Linked DNA regions of Oryctolagus cuniculus: region 2 is linked to region 1. Evidence: chromatin contacts called from public Micro-C data. All regions are on one chromosome and are shown on one strand. Each heading gives the region's core, a stretch centred on a gene start, on an enhancer-like site or on the middle of the called end of the contact. The rest is flanking DNA. Distances are from core to core; before and after follow the strand shown.

Region 1 (7,891 bases), core at 1,422-3,921:
AGGCTAGTCCAATTCCCTTCAAACATTGCTTTGTATTTAGCATTCAAACAAAAAATTCTCCAATTTATAGGGACAAAATAGCTTGGAATAAAAGCCATCTACCAGTTAGATCTGACTTGCCTCTCTGGATTTTTTTTTTTTTTTTAAATTTTTTGACAGGCAGAGTGGACAGTGAGAGAGAAAGGTCTTCCTTTTGCCATTGGTTCACCCTCCAATGGCCGCCGCGGCCGTCGAACCGCGCTGATCCGATGGCAGGAGCCAGGTGCTTCTCCTGGTCTCCCATGGGGTGCAGGGTCCAAGCACTTGGGCCATCCTCCACTGCACTCCCTGGCCACAGCAGGGGGCTGGCCTGGAAGGGGGGCAACTGGGACAGAATCCGGTGCCCCGACCGGGACTAGAACCCAGTGTGCCGGTGCCGCAGGCGGAGGATTAGCCTAGTGAGCCGCGGCGCCGGCCACCTCTCTGGATCTTACACTTGTCTTCCCGCACCTGGTGCTGCAGCCTAGTTGAAAATCACTGTCCTTCAGGAAGCAATCAGCAAAGCTGTCCTAACTTCTTTACATTTGGAATTTCTGGAAGGACTTTTTACCAGGAGCTTCCCCATCCATATCCAAATTCTGCCAATTTTTCAAGCAGTGTCTCTCAAACTCGAGTAACTCACAAAAGAAAGAAGACTCACAAAAGAAATGCTTATGATCCTAGAGAATATGTTTTCAGACAGGCAGGGGTCCACAGACCAGTTTGAAAAGCACGGATACAGAAAACTACAGAGCAAGTCTATGGAACTGTGCAAATGATCACTCTGAAAAATTCACTCTTTATAGCTGCTAAAGTAATTTGCATATTGCAATAGAATGGATTCTTTTCTTCACATCTATGATTCCAGTTTGAGGAACAAAATGGCACAGCTTAAATATATGAAGCTTGGACAATGTTCTTCATCACTCCAAGTGATAAATTTCTCTTTCCTGAATTATTTAGTATCTTATCACTTTCTACGTTGGAGTAGCTAATAATACATATGAAAAATATTCACCTAGAAAACCGTAAGCTCACTGAAGGCAGTGGCCACATTTTATTCATTTATTTCCAGCAGGCCTATTTCACAGTAGGTCCTTAGCAAATACTGGCTGCAAGACCTGTACTCCGTCATAATTTTTAGTCCAAATACTCTTACAAGTATCCATACCTCTTCTATGGTCCACACTTACAAAACACTTTTCACTGAAATAGCCTGACTATAAATTAACAAAAAATCTCCAAGGTTGTCATAAATATCGGGAAGTTTTGAAACTCAAGATTTTAAAAAAAAATGCCACAACATGTCTTCTGTGTTAATAGGAACAATTTCTTTAAATGATCAGTAGGCACATAAAATTTCAAGATTAAAGAATAAAATCTGGAAAGGACAGGCTAACGGGAGGCGTCCTACAAATTAGCTATCCCTACAAAGGCCGCTTAATTAAGTCTCTTAATTGTATCTAAGGCAGTCTTCATTTTTTTCAGCGAGTTCGAGGAAGCTGTTTTTCTCGGAGCAGATTCATGACTTCAGGTAAGGCAGGGGCTTGACCGAGACTGCTTCTCACACACACACACGGGTTTTGGAGTTGGAGGGGCTGCTTGTAAGGGAGGGTTCTGGGAACCCCCGTCACTGTGTTATCTGGGCAAGTTCATGTCAGGTTTTTCACTTTAAAATGAGGGCAATGGATGATTTGCTAAAGTCCCTTTCAACTCTGAAACTGATATCCTATGACCCTGAGTAAACAGCTTGGAAAAAGTCTTTTTCTCTGGGAAGGAGCAGTTACGTTTGCTCAGGATAAAAAGGGTAGCAAAGCACTTATCCATAAGCTCCAGTCTCTCCCTAGGCCGTTCCCGGGTTCGGCGGCTTTCTGGGTGCCCCTTCCGACGGCAAGGCTCCGGGTCTGCCGAGCGCCGCCCTCAGCCTTCGGCCGTCGCCCCCGCAGCGCCCGAGGATCCGGGCGAGGCGAGGCCCTCGGGCCCACTCCCCAGCGGGAGCGGTGTGACTCGCCGCGATTAGTCCCCGGTCATAAACAACCTCTCACTTCCCCTCCCCCGCCCCGGGCCCGCCCGCGCTGGGCCGGCCCTCCCAGGCCCGGGAACCTCCTCCCGCCACCGCGGGTCCCGAGCCTTCCTCGCGAGGGCGGCCGCGGGCCTGCCCCCTGCCCTTAACCGAGTGTGTGTTCACTTTACTCAGCCCTCCTCGGTCGTCCACGTTACCAGCGACCTCGGAGGGCGAGCTGAGGACAATCTCCATTTGCCTTCCTCCGACCCCTGTCACCTCCAACAGCCAAGGAGAGGCCAGTGGCCCTGACGCGCAGGCTCACAGTGGCGGCCGCCCTGCGCGCGCCGACGCAGCCCCCGCCCCCCACCTCGCGGTCCTTCCGAAGCCAGTCCCCGCCCCTTCCCAGAGCCCGCCTCCGCGACGGCCCGCCTGCTCGTCCCTCGCGCTCGCTCTCGCGCGCACCCGACGCCCCGCCTCCGCGCATGCTCGATAACAACCCTCAGAGCCGGCCTACAAGCAGCCCCCGCCCCTGACCTGTTTGAATATGCTAATAAGAGCCTCGGGATTAGCCAATGGAGCTGCGGGGCGGTGCGTCACGTGGCCCGGGGACGTGTCAGGGGGCGGAGCCCCCGCAGCCCCTACCCGAGTTAAAACCGGAGTGTGAGAGAGAAAAGCGCTTCAGTAGCGAGAGGGGCTGAGAAAGTGGTGACACCGCCGGGGTGCGGAGGGAGTCCCTGAAACTTCTCCCAACAGCCCCAGGGCCAATCTCCCCTCAGCCCACTCCCCTCTTCGCCAGCTCCCAGGTCCCCACTCCCTGCACCGGGGGTGGGGTGGGGGAGCCAGGCCCGTCTCCCGCTGGGACACACACAGGGGCCGGGAGCGGGGACGGGACCCCCGAGGCGGGGGGGACGGACCGACAGACAGACGGCCGGGCGCCCGCCCCAGCGGGCAGGCAGGCAGGAGGAGGCGGAGGCGGGGGTACGACGGGGAGGACTGGGTCTGGGGAGTTTCCTCTCAACTATCGGGGGAGAAACTCCCCGCAGCCGGAGGAAAGACCCAGACGGTGTTTTCCTCCCGGGGGCCGCGCTCCCCCGCCCCGCGTAGCGGCGGCGACTGCCGCCGCCACCGGCGCCTCCACCTCTACCATCTCCTCTTTCTCCACCACCTCGGGCCCCGGTGTCCCCGGCCAGCACTATGCCCATCTTACTGTTCCTGATAGACACGTCTGCCTCTATGAACCAGCGCAGCCATCTGGGCACCACCTACCTGGACACGGCCAAAGGCGCGGTAGAGACCTTCATGAAGGTACCGACTGACCGAGCCCGGGGCGGCGACCCCGGCCCGGCGGCCCGCGGGCGGCAGGGTGGGGGAGGGCGGCTGGGGGCGGCGGGGCGGGGGTGTCGGGGACCTGACTGCGGGAGCTGCCGGGCTCCGGGACCCCCTCCCCCACCGCGCGGGCGGGCGGGCGGGCGGGCGCTGCGAGCCGGGCTCGGCCCGGGCCCGGGCTCCGGCCCCGGGGCTGGTGTGTAGGGAGCGATCGGTGTGTGTGGGGCGGCGTGGAGGGGTGGCCGCTGCGTGTGCGGATACTGTGGGGGGCGGCGGGGGACGCTGGGCGCCCCTTCTTCGCCTCGTAACCTCGCCTCTCTGCTTCCCTCTCGCCCGCCCCGTTCCTCCTCCCGGCCCGCAGCTCCGTGCCCGGGACCCTGCCAGCAGAGGAGACAGGTATATGCTGGTCACTTTCGAAGAGCCGCCCTATGCTATCAAGGTAACAGCCCTCGCCCTCCCCCTTCCCTTCCTTCCCTTCCCTGTTCCTTCCTCGCTCGCCCTCCCCGCCCCCCCATTCACCCTTCATTATGCTCCCCTCCCCCACCCGCTGCGCTCCCGGGGCGGAGGGCCCTTCCCCTGCGGGCTCCCACCCCCCTCCCCCGCTCGGGAGCGTCCCGGCGCGGCGCGGACTCGCCGGGCCACCGCCGTCCCCTCCCCGGCCCGGCCCGGCCCCGCGGCGGCAGCGGCGGCGGCGGCGGCGCTGCGATCAACATGGCCGACATTTCCCCTCCGCGGCGTGAGCGGCAGCAATGAACTGTGGGGGATATTTATTCAAGTTAGCCCGAGTGACAGCCGGGCCCGGCCGCGCCGAGCCCCGGTTTGCATTAAAGGGGAATCAGGCGCGCCGAAGGGGGCTGCGAGGCTGGGGCTGCTCGGATTCGCCCTGGGAGGGCTGCTGGAGGTTAACTTCCCAAGTGCCGCTCCCGGCCGCCTGCCCCTAGGACGTTTGCATCCCCACATTTTGAGTGTTAGATTAGGTAGTAGATTTCCCAGTGTGAAGTTAGAAAGTGTGCAGGCTGCTGGCTACCAAAAGCTGTAGAGCAGGCCGGTTGCTTGCCGGCTACCTTTGGCAGAGAGTTTCCTCAGCAGCGATAACAGTATTAACACGTTAACCCAACCATGTCAACCCAAAGTGAAGCAGCTACATGGTGCACGTCAGATTGTAACGGCTGGCCGTGTGCATTTAGCGTTACAGGAAGAAAAAAAAATTCTCACGTTTTTCTTTTCAGGCCGGATGGAAAGAAAACCATGCAACGTTTATGAATGAACTGAAAAACCTTCAGGCTGAAGGACTTACGACTCTTGGCCAATCCCTAAGGACAGCTTTTGATTTATTAAATTTAAATAGATTAGTAACTGGCATAGACAACTATGGGCAGGTAGGTTGAATATTAAAAGTGGAAAAATAGTTGATTTTTCTTGTGGGGAAAAAGAAAACAGCCCAGTCCCAAACTATCTAAGGTGAAGTGCAAGTGTGGAACATTTCAGAGTAAAATACAGTATGCACATAGTACAAAGGTGAAGCTCCGACTTACTGTGCATGGTTTTATATCCCTTAGTTTCTTTTCCCTTAAAAGGCATTTGTATTCAGAAGTAGAATCTGAAGTCTTTGCTGTAGAGTTTAATGTGAATGTGGTTTTCATTCCTTGAAAGTTCACGGGAGACAGGCCAGGAAGACCTCGCACCTCAGCATCCTCAGTTGCTCTGCTCCTCCATCCTCAGGCAGGTGTGCAGCTTTAGCGGTGGCCAAGTTGGACTTAGTTGTCAGTGGTTTTCATTTCCATCTTAGTAAACATGGCAGAGGGAATTATCCTGTTGGTTGCATCAGGGTTTAACTTAACCCTGTGTTCTAGTATTGTGTGAGTTCTCTCAAAGGTAAGATTTTTATGGAAGCACAATAACTGGCTGAGTACATTACGATTTTTTCTAATTAGCAATTATTGCAAGAGAAAGTCTGAATTAAATTACAGGTCCAGAATCCAGAGTTTTTACTTTTCCTAATTAGAAAAACAAAGTCTAAATCTCCAAACCATCAAGGAAAACAAGGCTGTCTGGAAAATAGGACAGAGCTTCCTTGACCTGCTGTCTCTGTATAGCACTTGTATCTGAGTGTGAGAGAAGCTTTGAATCACAATGATGGTTCACTAAGGAATAACGCAAGGTGATCCATATGACTTTTTAGGATATTGTTATCTTAGAATTAAAAAGATACTGAAGAATGTGTAGTGTTATTCATAAGCACAGAATATTATACACAAAAGAGTTCAAGTCTTTCATTGTAGTACAAAGCACTATTAAAATTGTGCATTTAGGGGTGGTTTTTCTCAAGTTCCGTTGTACACCCTTTGCATGAGTTTTGCACATTTCTGGAAGCAGAATTGTTTCTGTTTTAGAAGTTTTTATGACTTTCTTCCCGGGGATAACTGTTGAGCCCCTAAGCAACTTTAGAAATGGTTGAATTTAGTCCCAAAGCAATTACAGTATACATTGCTATTTAGAACCATTTGCCAGATTGCACTTCCATCATTTAATTAGGTAAATATGTATTTTCTTATCACTTTAGCTTTTGTCTGTGTTGCTCTGTTTTGAACTCTTAATAACTTAGCCTTGAACTAAGCTTGCCATGAACTTTTGGGTTTGTTTCTGTAAAAATTACAATGGATTTTTTTCCTTCTCATATTCCTTTGTTGGGTAGAAGGTATACAGTCTTTCACTGCTAAAACTTTAAACTGCTTTGCGTTCAAAGACACATTCAAAAGTAGCCATTATTTGGTTAGCTGACTAGATTGTCAGTATATAGCAGAACTATTTGTTTCTTCTTGTTCTGCATCACATGTCTAGTAGGAAAAGTATTTGGACACATTCGCCTCAATATTCAAAATATTCCTTGGGATACTTCCTTAGAGAACTGCTCCTAATGGAAGCCTGAGGACGTTTGGAACTTACCCCTGTATTTTCTTTCTCCAGTTGCCATCTTCCACAGAGAACACTTTAGTTTTTGTCTGTAAAGCTTATAAAAACTTTGAGGGTGAAGGTGGTCCTTCTATGCTGTTGCTACTTCTTTGACCAAGAGAAGAGCCTGGAGATTGGGATGTTTTTGCATTTTAGGGCTTATTAAGTCATCAACAGGGAGGGATAATGCTCAGTTATTTTGATGAATGAACAAAGATGCAAGAAGTAATACTAATGCTTATATCCTGATTGGTACATAAAAATGACACTAACATTAAAGTAATTGAAGAAGCCTGAATCTCTGAACAAAATGAGTAAAGTTTTTGATTAGAAGAAAATATCTTTCTAGAAGATTTTTTTCTCATCATAAAATTTTATCACATTCATTTAAATATTTCACATTTTTTATTCACAAGCAGAGATAAATGGTCAGGAATTTTGGATGCCTCAAAATATTTAATACTACACACCATTCATGTGTTCTTTGTAAAAGCACTTTGTATCTACTTGTTTTCTATGGAATACCTTCGTTCTATAACCTCAGTGTTTTACATAAATACTTCCCCTGTATACTAAGAACTGTGGAACCCACAGTACCAACCACATGTATGTAATCTCAGGTAGTGAAGGAAATAAGAAAAGGTGAGTTAGATGGAAGACAGCCTGTCTATTTTATAGAGCATTTAGAAAAGTTTATACAATTATTTTTTAAAAGTCTAAATATAGGTTAATGTGTATCTACTTGTATATTTACCTAGATAATCTTCCAGCCCCACACACACATGCACATATGTGATTTTCCATAATCAATTACAGAATTACAAGAGTATTAATGTCTATTACACCTGTTAATTTAGTAGCATACGCACAAATACATTTTTGAGATTAACTAGAGTGCTACAGAATTCATAGGGCATCTGTAAAGAAAAGTAGCTGAGAAAGAAGAACAATTCTTGTTCAAAGTTTTCCTCAAGCATTTTGGATAGCCCACTAAAATTTTTTTTACTGATAGAAGTCCCTATAAATATTTAATTTTAAAAATCAATGCCATTTGCTGACATTTCTACAGTCAGGAAACAATGTATAGCCTCTAATCTTTTCCTTTCTAGCACTATCTTATTAAATTGCTTATCATTGCAGATAAATTTGACATTTTTTCACATGTTCAACAGTTTCAAATAATGCTGATCATTTGAGAGTCACCGAAAATCGGAACCAGTATTAGTTTACAAAATTAGTAAATGTATGAATTTTTAGGGCTTTCATTAAAACTTTGTTAAGTATATTTTATTTTCATGTTGTTCCAGATTTTTCTGTTTTTCCCTCGATGTTTTTAACATTATCATTTCTTTCTTTGGAAAGTTAATTTCCATTTTGAATTAGCTGCTAAATCTTGTTCTTGCCTGTAATTTTATTTTGTCACTGGTCTGACTCCACACCCTTACTTGTCAGGATACTAGTAAGGAATAGATTGTTTCAGGACTTAGAATGGTACCGATTTATTAAGTGCCCTTAGTGAAGATAATCCATGACCAGTATCGTAAATGGAGATAAAATGTGCTTAATTTCTTGAGGATTTTCATTGGAAAT
Region 2 (7,891 bases), core at 2,240-4,739, 360 kb before region 1:
TGAGGCATTGGCAGAGCAGTTAAGATACTGCTTGGGACACTCCCATCCCATATCACAATGTCTGGGTTTGAGTCCTGTTTCTGTTTCCAATTCCTGCTTCCTGCTAATGCACACTCTGGGAGGCAGTGGTGAGCCACTTGGGTCCCTGCCAGTTACATGGGAGACCTGGATGGAGTTCCTGACTCCAAGCTTTGGCCTGGCCCAGCTTCTGCTATTGCAGGTCTTTGGGGAGTGAACCAGCAGATGAATGGAATATCTGTCTCTCTGTCTTTCAAATAAATAAATAGATTTTTACAAGAAAGTACCCTGCATTCATTTGTTAGTACCCCATGTGATTTTAATCATATGTGCGTAAGTCATGCCAGACTATTCCTGTCATCCTGTGGCCTGCTTGCTGCACTCCCTGGATCATGGATTTCTTTCTGTTATCCCTGCAGAGATCTGCCTCCAACACCAACACGCGCTATCTTCCTGACACTTGCTGAAAGGGGCACGGTCTCTGTACCTGGCAGGCTGTATCCTTTCTGGAAATCAAAATAGGAAAACCAGTAATGTGAAATGTGATTTTGCTACACGAACAACTGAGAGGTGAGTGTGAGAAAGTGTGAGGGGTCTTCAAGAAAGTTCATAGAAAATGAGTATTATGAAAATGCCATGCATGGATTTCAAATTGTTTTGCACCTAAATAAACTTACCTTTTATTTCTCGTTTCCATAAACTTTTAGAAGTAGCCTTATATATGAGGTATTGAGTAGTAAGCATTACAGAGATGGAAAAAATGGTGGCTGCCAGGGGCTGGGGGCAGGGTGGGGTGGGAGCAGGTTGAGGGCTCAGTGTTTTGTGAGCACAGAGCGTTGGATGGAGGATGAAGAAGTTCTGGGGATGGGTGGTGGTGAATGTATTCTGTGCCACTGAACTGCACATTTGCAAACGCTTAAAGAGGCACATTTTGAGGCCTGCGCTGTGGTGTAGCGGGTGAAGTCCCACCCATATGGGTGCCGGTTCGAGTCTTGGCTGTTCCACTTCCAATCCAGCTCTCTGTTGTGGCCCGGGAAAGCAGTAGAAAATGGCCCAAGTCCTTGGGCCCTTGCACCCGCCTGGGAGTCCCAAAAGAAGCTCCTGGCTCCTGGCTTCAGATCAGTGCAGCTCCAGCCATTGTGGCCATCTGGGGAATGAACCAGTGGATGGAAGACCTCTCTCTCTCTCTCTTTCTCTCTCTCTGTCTCTCTCTGTAACTCTGCCTTTCAAATAAATAAATAAATCTCTTTTTTAAAATGAAGTTGTGCATTTTATGTTATGTGCATTTTACCACAATTAAAAATGTAAAAGTTGGGGGCTGGTATTGTGGCACATTGGGTTAAGCCACTGCCAGCATCCCATATTAGAGCACTCGTTCAAGTCCCAGCTGCTCCACTTCCCATCCAGCTCCCTGCTAATGTGCTTGGGAAAAGCAGCAAAGATAACCCAAGTACCTGGGCTCCTACCACCCACATCGAAGATCAAGATGGGGTTCTGGGTTCCTGGCTTCAGCCTGGTCCAGCCCGAGTGGTTGAGGCCATTTTGGGAGTGAGCCAGTGGATGGAAGACCTCTCTCTTTCTTTCTTTCCCTCTCTCTCCCTGTCACTCTTTCAAATAAATAAAATAAATCCCTTTAAAAATGTAAAAGTAATGTATTCTTCAGGACTCCCAAGCCAGGCCTGTGCCAAATGTCCAAATTGCCCTGTATGAAACAGCCAGCCAGGGCAGGCTCATGCGCTCATCCAGTGCATACATCAGGGCACATGAGCCCACAGGCTCCAACCGGATCCTCGCCTGGCTGATGGCAGGTCTCAGCGCAGAGTTCAGTCTCTGAGCACCTGTGGCTTGGGAGGTGGGGAGGAAAGCTGGCAGAGCGAACCATGGGAATCGCAAATCACCCAATCACACCTGGGAACACATCAACCAACCCCAGAGGCTGAGGGGACGATAGTGGAAGCTTCCAGCCCCCACAAGTTACTAAAAATAAGAACCTGCAGAAAAGCCGCCACCGGACATGTCCCCTGTCCTGGCGGAGAAGGGGTCGTGGACTGTCAGACTGGGTCCTGGCTCTGCACCCTTCTAGAAGTCTGATCTTATACACTCTGCTGCTACCATTCCTGGAGCTTCATTTGTAAGGAGCTCAGGGCAGTGCGGGGCACATGGGCAGTGCAGTGTGAGTGCTGGCTTATTGCTCCTCCCTCCCACGATGTGAGCACTGCACAGTTATGGAGTGGGGAAACAGAGCGCGGAATGTCTTCTGAAGCGGCGTCGGACTGAGCCCTGGCCTGCTGACTTCCAACCGCGGCTCCTGTCACCCAGCCACTCTGCATCCACTTTCCACTCCCAGCCTGCGCTGCCAGCCCTTCCCCTAGAAGCCAGTGCTGGCCCCACGCAGTGCAGAGAGCACTGGGCTAGGGCAAACTCTGTGCTGTCCTGGTCCTCCTGCTCCCCGAGGCCCAACAGAGGGAACCTGCCTGTGCACTGGGAACAGAGCCTGCTTGCTATCAAGCAGGAGCCCTGAGACATAAAGACCCCCCACACCAGTCTGTGCAAGACTGACCTGCCAGGGGCCCCCGCTGCCCCACCCTGGGCCCATCTCAGTGCCGTGGGTCTGTTCCCTAGAGGGTGGACAAAGCTGGAGGAAGAAACTGGGGGTGTGTGTGGGGGGGGAGCTGGGGGTGTTTGCACGCTTTTTGTCTAAGTGATTCATGCACAGGTTACAAAACGCCAAGGCACAAAGGCGTATTATTCCGTGTGGGCTGAGTCCCTCCCCCCAGCTTTGGCGCCCCGCGGCCAAGTTCTTGCCAGACTGAGACCCGCACTATGTTTGGAAACCCTCCGGTCAAATTGATTTGTTGTTTAGGCAGTTGGTTCTCACGGGCCACAAAGAGCCCCAGGGTGAGCCCATCTGTGAAAGCTGCCGGGCACCGAGGGCCGCCGGAGGCTACAGGGCTACAGTGGTGGCCACCGTGGGGGAGGCGGAGGGGGTGGCGTCCACTGTCCCTGCTCCGCCAGTGTGTGCTCCAAAACACAGTCACCTTGGGCTTCTTTTCAGCCTTTTGTGATTGAGGCTGGGAGCCCACAACACACCCCTACCCGCCCCCCCAATCCTTCTTGTCCTTAAGAAAAACCCACAGAGGCAGTGTCAGGCCCTGTGCATTGGTCTATGCTGAGAGTGACAAGGATCCGCATCAGGGCCGTCTCTTCCACCCCCTGCCTCATCCTCTCTTTCTTAGTGCTCATTTCCCTCCCCTCCATTTCTATTCACCACCCCCAGCTGTACTCTAAACACCTACCGTAAATGGTGCCTGGTTTCCTGCGAATTTATGATTGATGGTTGTTCATCTTATTAACTAAGTGGCTTTGCTAGGTAAAATATTAAGGCACTATTGCCATTATGACCTTGTCTTCCATGATCTCATTGGCAGCTGGTGTTTCCATGACAACTTGGCTAGAGACACTGGTTCTGAGTTTCAGTGGAAGGGGAGATGAACACTGGTGTGTGTGTGTGTGTGTGTGTGTGTGTGTGTAGGAGACGCAGAGCTCCCACCATGTACATCTGTGGTGCAGGAAGCCATGGCTTTCTTAGTCCACACCTTCTGTGTCTCCTTTCCATTTGGTCAAAATTAACCTCAGGGATCTAAATCAATGGGAAGGAAGCGTTAGAGGATGAATTCTGTCTCTGGCCTCTTCAGTGGCAAATTGGAACCAGGGACACAAATATTCTAGAGGCTTTCTACCCTACTGAACTGAGGACTTCCAGGCAGTTGGAGCTGGAAGGGAAGTTGCAGCTGTCATCTGGTCTGACTTTGTTCAGATGAGAAAACGGTGGCCCAAAGAGGGTAAGCGAATTGCCCCATAGCGAGGGGAAGGCATGCACCTTACACTTGGCCTACAATCCTGGCTACAGGGTGTATTTTCCTCTGACCTTTGCCAACTTACTTAACCCCTCCAAGTCTCAAATTGCTCCTATGTAGAATGGAGAAAATAAAAATAGTATGAGCAGGCTTATGGATCCGTGTGATGATGAAGTAAGACAACCCACAGCACCTGGCACATATTAAACCCTCCATAAATTTACTGCCAGTGGTCATGTAGGGAGCCAGAGGCAGAAATTGGACTAGAATCCAGCTCAGGTGACTTCTACGTAAACTGGAGCTTTCCTCCTGTTAACCCCACACCACCCTTTGTTTCTTTTCGTGAATGTGTCACTTGTCCCATGGAGAGCAGAAGCGGGTCTCGGGTGGGGAGGTTGGCTTTTCTTAAAGCCTATGAAATGCATTTGTGCTTACAGTACCTACCTTGGGGATATGTGCTGTTTTGAGGCTAAACATTAGACATTTCGTGCACTCATGGAACATTTGTTGAATGCAACTGCATGGCCACAGGTGCAGGGGAAGAAGGAGGGGGAAGAAAACTTACAGATGGAAATGACAAGTTTTGATCACACTGCATGCAGCTAAGCTTTTTATAATGAACCATCCCAGCAGCCTTATGAGGCGAACATATTCATTCCCATTTTACAAATAAACAAGCCAAGACCGAGCGGCTTTGCAGCTCGTCCAGGTTCACCATGGCTCATGGAGAGAGCTGGGTTTCCACCCCACCCCCACCCCCCGACTTCAGGGGGCCACTGATGTGCAGACAGACTTTGAGGCTCAAAATAATTTCTCACCCTTATGAGCCCCAAGTATTTCCTGATATAGTGAGAGGGAACCCCAGACTGACAGCTTTCCCAGGGCTGACACAGTGTCCAAGGCACTGGCACCTACCTCTGGGCACTCAAAATACCCTCCCGCCGGAAGCGGGCAGGCCTGGAAAGTCACACCCAGCATGGGTAGGTTTGCAAAATGTGACTCATTTAAACCTGTTTTCATCAACCATCAGGAATAAGAGCCGCACAGTGGACCCCCCCCCTCCCCCCAACAGAGTCCTGTTTAAAGGGGAAGCCGTTCTGGCAGAATTTATTTCACAAGTTTTTTCTGGAGTAGGGGCACGACCATCGGGTGGGGGGCGCGGGGTGTGAGTGAGCAGCGATCCTGTGTCCCAGGTAATGATGCTATTAGAGCAGCAGGCCTCACACATCTTCCTCAGTCTACCAGTTGGGTAAAGCAGCGTGGAATTTCACCGAGGGACCTCAGTGGACACCCGGGACGGAGGTCAGTTACGGAGACCCTGTTGGGAGTCACCGCGTGAACTCACACACGTAGGAACTTAGAAGCTGCTAGTTACTATAATAACCCTTATGGTAAGACCCATTCGATGTAGACATTAATACCCTAAGCCTCAGCATTAGATTACGCAGGATGTCCTCAGTAGCCCACTTCGCAGCAGGCCATCCCGCATCCCAGCCACACCCTGCATGACCCAGCACGCGGGTACTCCCCAAAGGCGCACCGAGCCCGCACAGCAGCTGCCCGAGCACACCGCCCAGGCCCCGGACCTCGCCGCCTCCCCAGCAGAGAGAAGCCGCGGCCTCAGCCGCTCTTACATAACCGGGATGACGTCACCGCGGGCGGCTCCCGCAGCCCGGGGGCGGGGCCGCGCCGGGGGAGGGCGTCGGGTACGCGGCGCGGGCTCGGCGTGCGGCGCGCGTCCAAGCCCCATGCCTTTTCCGCAGCGCCGCGTGGGTCCGGGCGCGCGGGCGGCCGGTGGGCGGGGCCAGAGAGCTGTCACGTGGCCCGCTTTAGTGGGAGCCGGAGGGGCCGAGCCCGAGGCTCTCTCGCCGTCTAAGTGGAGGGACTAAACGAGTCTGGAGCGACAGGGGTGCCTGTGGTGCAGCAGCCAGAGTGCTGCTCCCGGGTGCTGGGGGGCGCGGCTTCCGTCTGGGGGGCGGGAGCTGGCCACGCCCCCGCCCGCGTCCGCCCCACTGACGTAGGGCGGCGCCAGCGCCGTGGAGCCTCCTGGGCGTTAGGTCGGCGCCCGCACTGGGGGACCGTCCTTCGTGAGGGTGTTTGCGGCGTGAGGCTCGCTCGTCGCGAGTCGCCATGCGGGACTCTGCCTTGGTACTTCCCCGGGCGTGTTTGTGGTCAGCGAGACGATGCGGCGCGCGTGCGTGCGCGCGCCTGGTGAAGGGCGCTTGGCGGTGGCTCCAGGAGCCCCAGGGCTGGCGGATTCCGCGGAGGGCAGAGGGAGGTTCTTATCTGAGAATTTATTAAGCTCCCTGGTGGATCTCCACCCTGCCTGCGCGTCAGAGCCTGGGGGAGAATAACGACGCCAATTCCCAGGCCCCACCCGTAGGGACGCTGACTCAGTGGGGCTGCGCGGGGCTTCGCCTGGCAGTCTTTCAAACCCGCCAGGTGGGCGACTTCCGTCCGTCCCTGCACTGGGTTTTATCATTTGTTCGTTTCCGTCCTGCCTGGGTTCAGGCGGAGCTCCGAGCAGAGGCAGGAGTTGCAGCTCCCTTCTCTTCACCCCACAGGGTTTTGGGAAAAGTTCAGTCCCTCCTGAGGCGTGGAGAATGTTGAGAATAACTCTCCGCCCTGTCCCACTAAAGAACAGGTGACGGCCTCTTTCTTTCAAAGGATGTCTTCTGGCAGTGGCCACTGTTGGCTGGATCTTTCTGTGTTACACAGAGCACAGTAGGAACGCTTGCGCCAGCTTGCAGCCCGGGGAGAGCAAGCTGGTAGAAATCCCTCTCTGGGGCTCTGGACCCCTTCCTTCTGACCCAGCTTGAAGGGCCCGTCCCAAGCCAGTGGTGTGCGTGGAACAGGCGGCTGCGGCACAGACTTAGGTGGCTTTGCCTGCTCCGCTTGGTGAGTTGTGGGGGCAGACAACAGCTTCTTTTGATTACATTGTGAGAACCTGTAGTTAGGATTTATGATATTTTTGTTGGCACGCCAGGATTTTTGTAAAGCCTTCCTGTTTTCGGTCCCTAAGCAGCAGGGTCTGGTGTGTGTTTCCTAAACTTGCCAGAATCTGACAGTTCCCTGGCTATTTTAAAAAGGACTCCCAGGCCCCAGGCAGGTATGGGTGCCACCTGAACAAATTCTCTACTTGGGTGAGTAGGGGGTGAGAGGACCCGAATGCCTCCTAGCCGGCACCCACCACCCCCACCACCCCTACCGTGATTCCTACTATCTGGGGTTCAGGTAGCACTAAGTTCCATTGTTCTCAGCTGGAATCAGAATCATGGGGAGAGCTCACCCCACAGTGTCTGACTTAGGAGACAGAAGGCATTTCTCACAGGTCTCCAGGTGAGGTTGGTCTGGGGCCTCCCCCTTTGACACGGAAGACCTTGGCCTTTATCCTCTACTATCTCATGACCTTAAAACTGACATCCAGAGTTTGTGAAAAGGAAGTGCTTCCCCAAGAGGGAGAGGGCGCTCACATGAAAGCCAAGTCTTATTAACAACAGATTGGGCCAGGCTGGAGTTCTGGTGTGGAAGGCCAAGATCCAAGGCCAAGGGCAGGTAGGACGCGTCCTGCAGGCTGGCCACGCACTGCCCGCTTGGCGGGGCTCCCAGCCTGGAGTTTGAGGGAGAGCTTTCATCCACAGAACCTCCCTGCAAGCAGTCTAATGCGGATCAGCCAGGTAGCCCAGAGGCCACTGCCTCCTCTAGTGGGTGTCAGAGGAACACCTGCGTGGCTTCCTGCCTGGAGGAGAGGGGCTTCCGGCCGGGTTCCTCCATGTTCCCCGTGGCCTGCTGTTTTTCTGGCTCTCTGTGCTTTAGGAAGCCCTCGCTCATTCTCTGCCAGTGCCCTTCCTGGGCAGGTCCCCACTCACTGACCCAGGGCCCTTGGTTCCATCAGCAAATCCTTTCAAGGCAACCCTAGGGCTCACTTCTGCTTGAAGGGAAGGCAGGTCTTTGCAGTTTGAAATGTACTTAGAGGCCCTACTAATGCCAAGGGTTAGGAGGTCCATGAGCTCAAC

Evidence for each region. Hi-C and Micro-C count contacts between places; a contact is called where the count stands out from the background.
Region 2: a contact with region 1 is called in a Micro-C map of ear pinna, with 6 times the contacts expected there. The contact joins the promoter of DHRS12 here to the promoter of INTS6 in region 1. A contact is called at or near these places in 2 of 6 Hi-C or Micro-C datasets (ear pinna and psoas muscle).

What each region holds. Positions count from the first base shown.
Region 1 is chr9:70,838,665-70,846,555 of mOryCun1.1, reverse strand. It overlaps INTS6 (integrator complex subunit 6), which reads left to right and starts at 2,671. Exons shown (of 19, transcript XM_051832218.2): 1 at 2,671-3,328; 2 at 3,711-3,788; 3 at 4,579-4,728. The coding sequence starts at 3,218.
Region 2 is chr9:71,197,079-71,204,969 of mOryCun1.1, reverse strand. It overlaps DHRS12 (dehydrogenase/reductase 12), which reads left to right and starts at 3,489. Exons shown (of 4, transcript XR_011378810.1): 1 at 3,489-3,860. It overlaps CCDC70 (coiled-coil domain containing 70), which reads right to left and starts at 3,415. Exons shown (of 3, transcript XM_017350324.3): 1 at 3,315-3,415. It overlaps LOC138843808 (a long non-coding RNA gene), which reads right to left and starts at 5,616. Exons shown (of 2, transcript XR_011378816.1): 1 at 5,416-5,616; 2 at 4,955-5,193.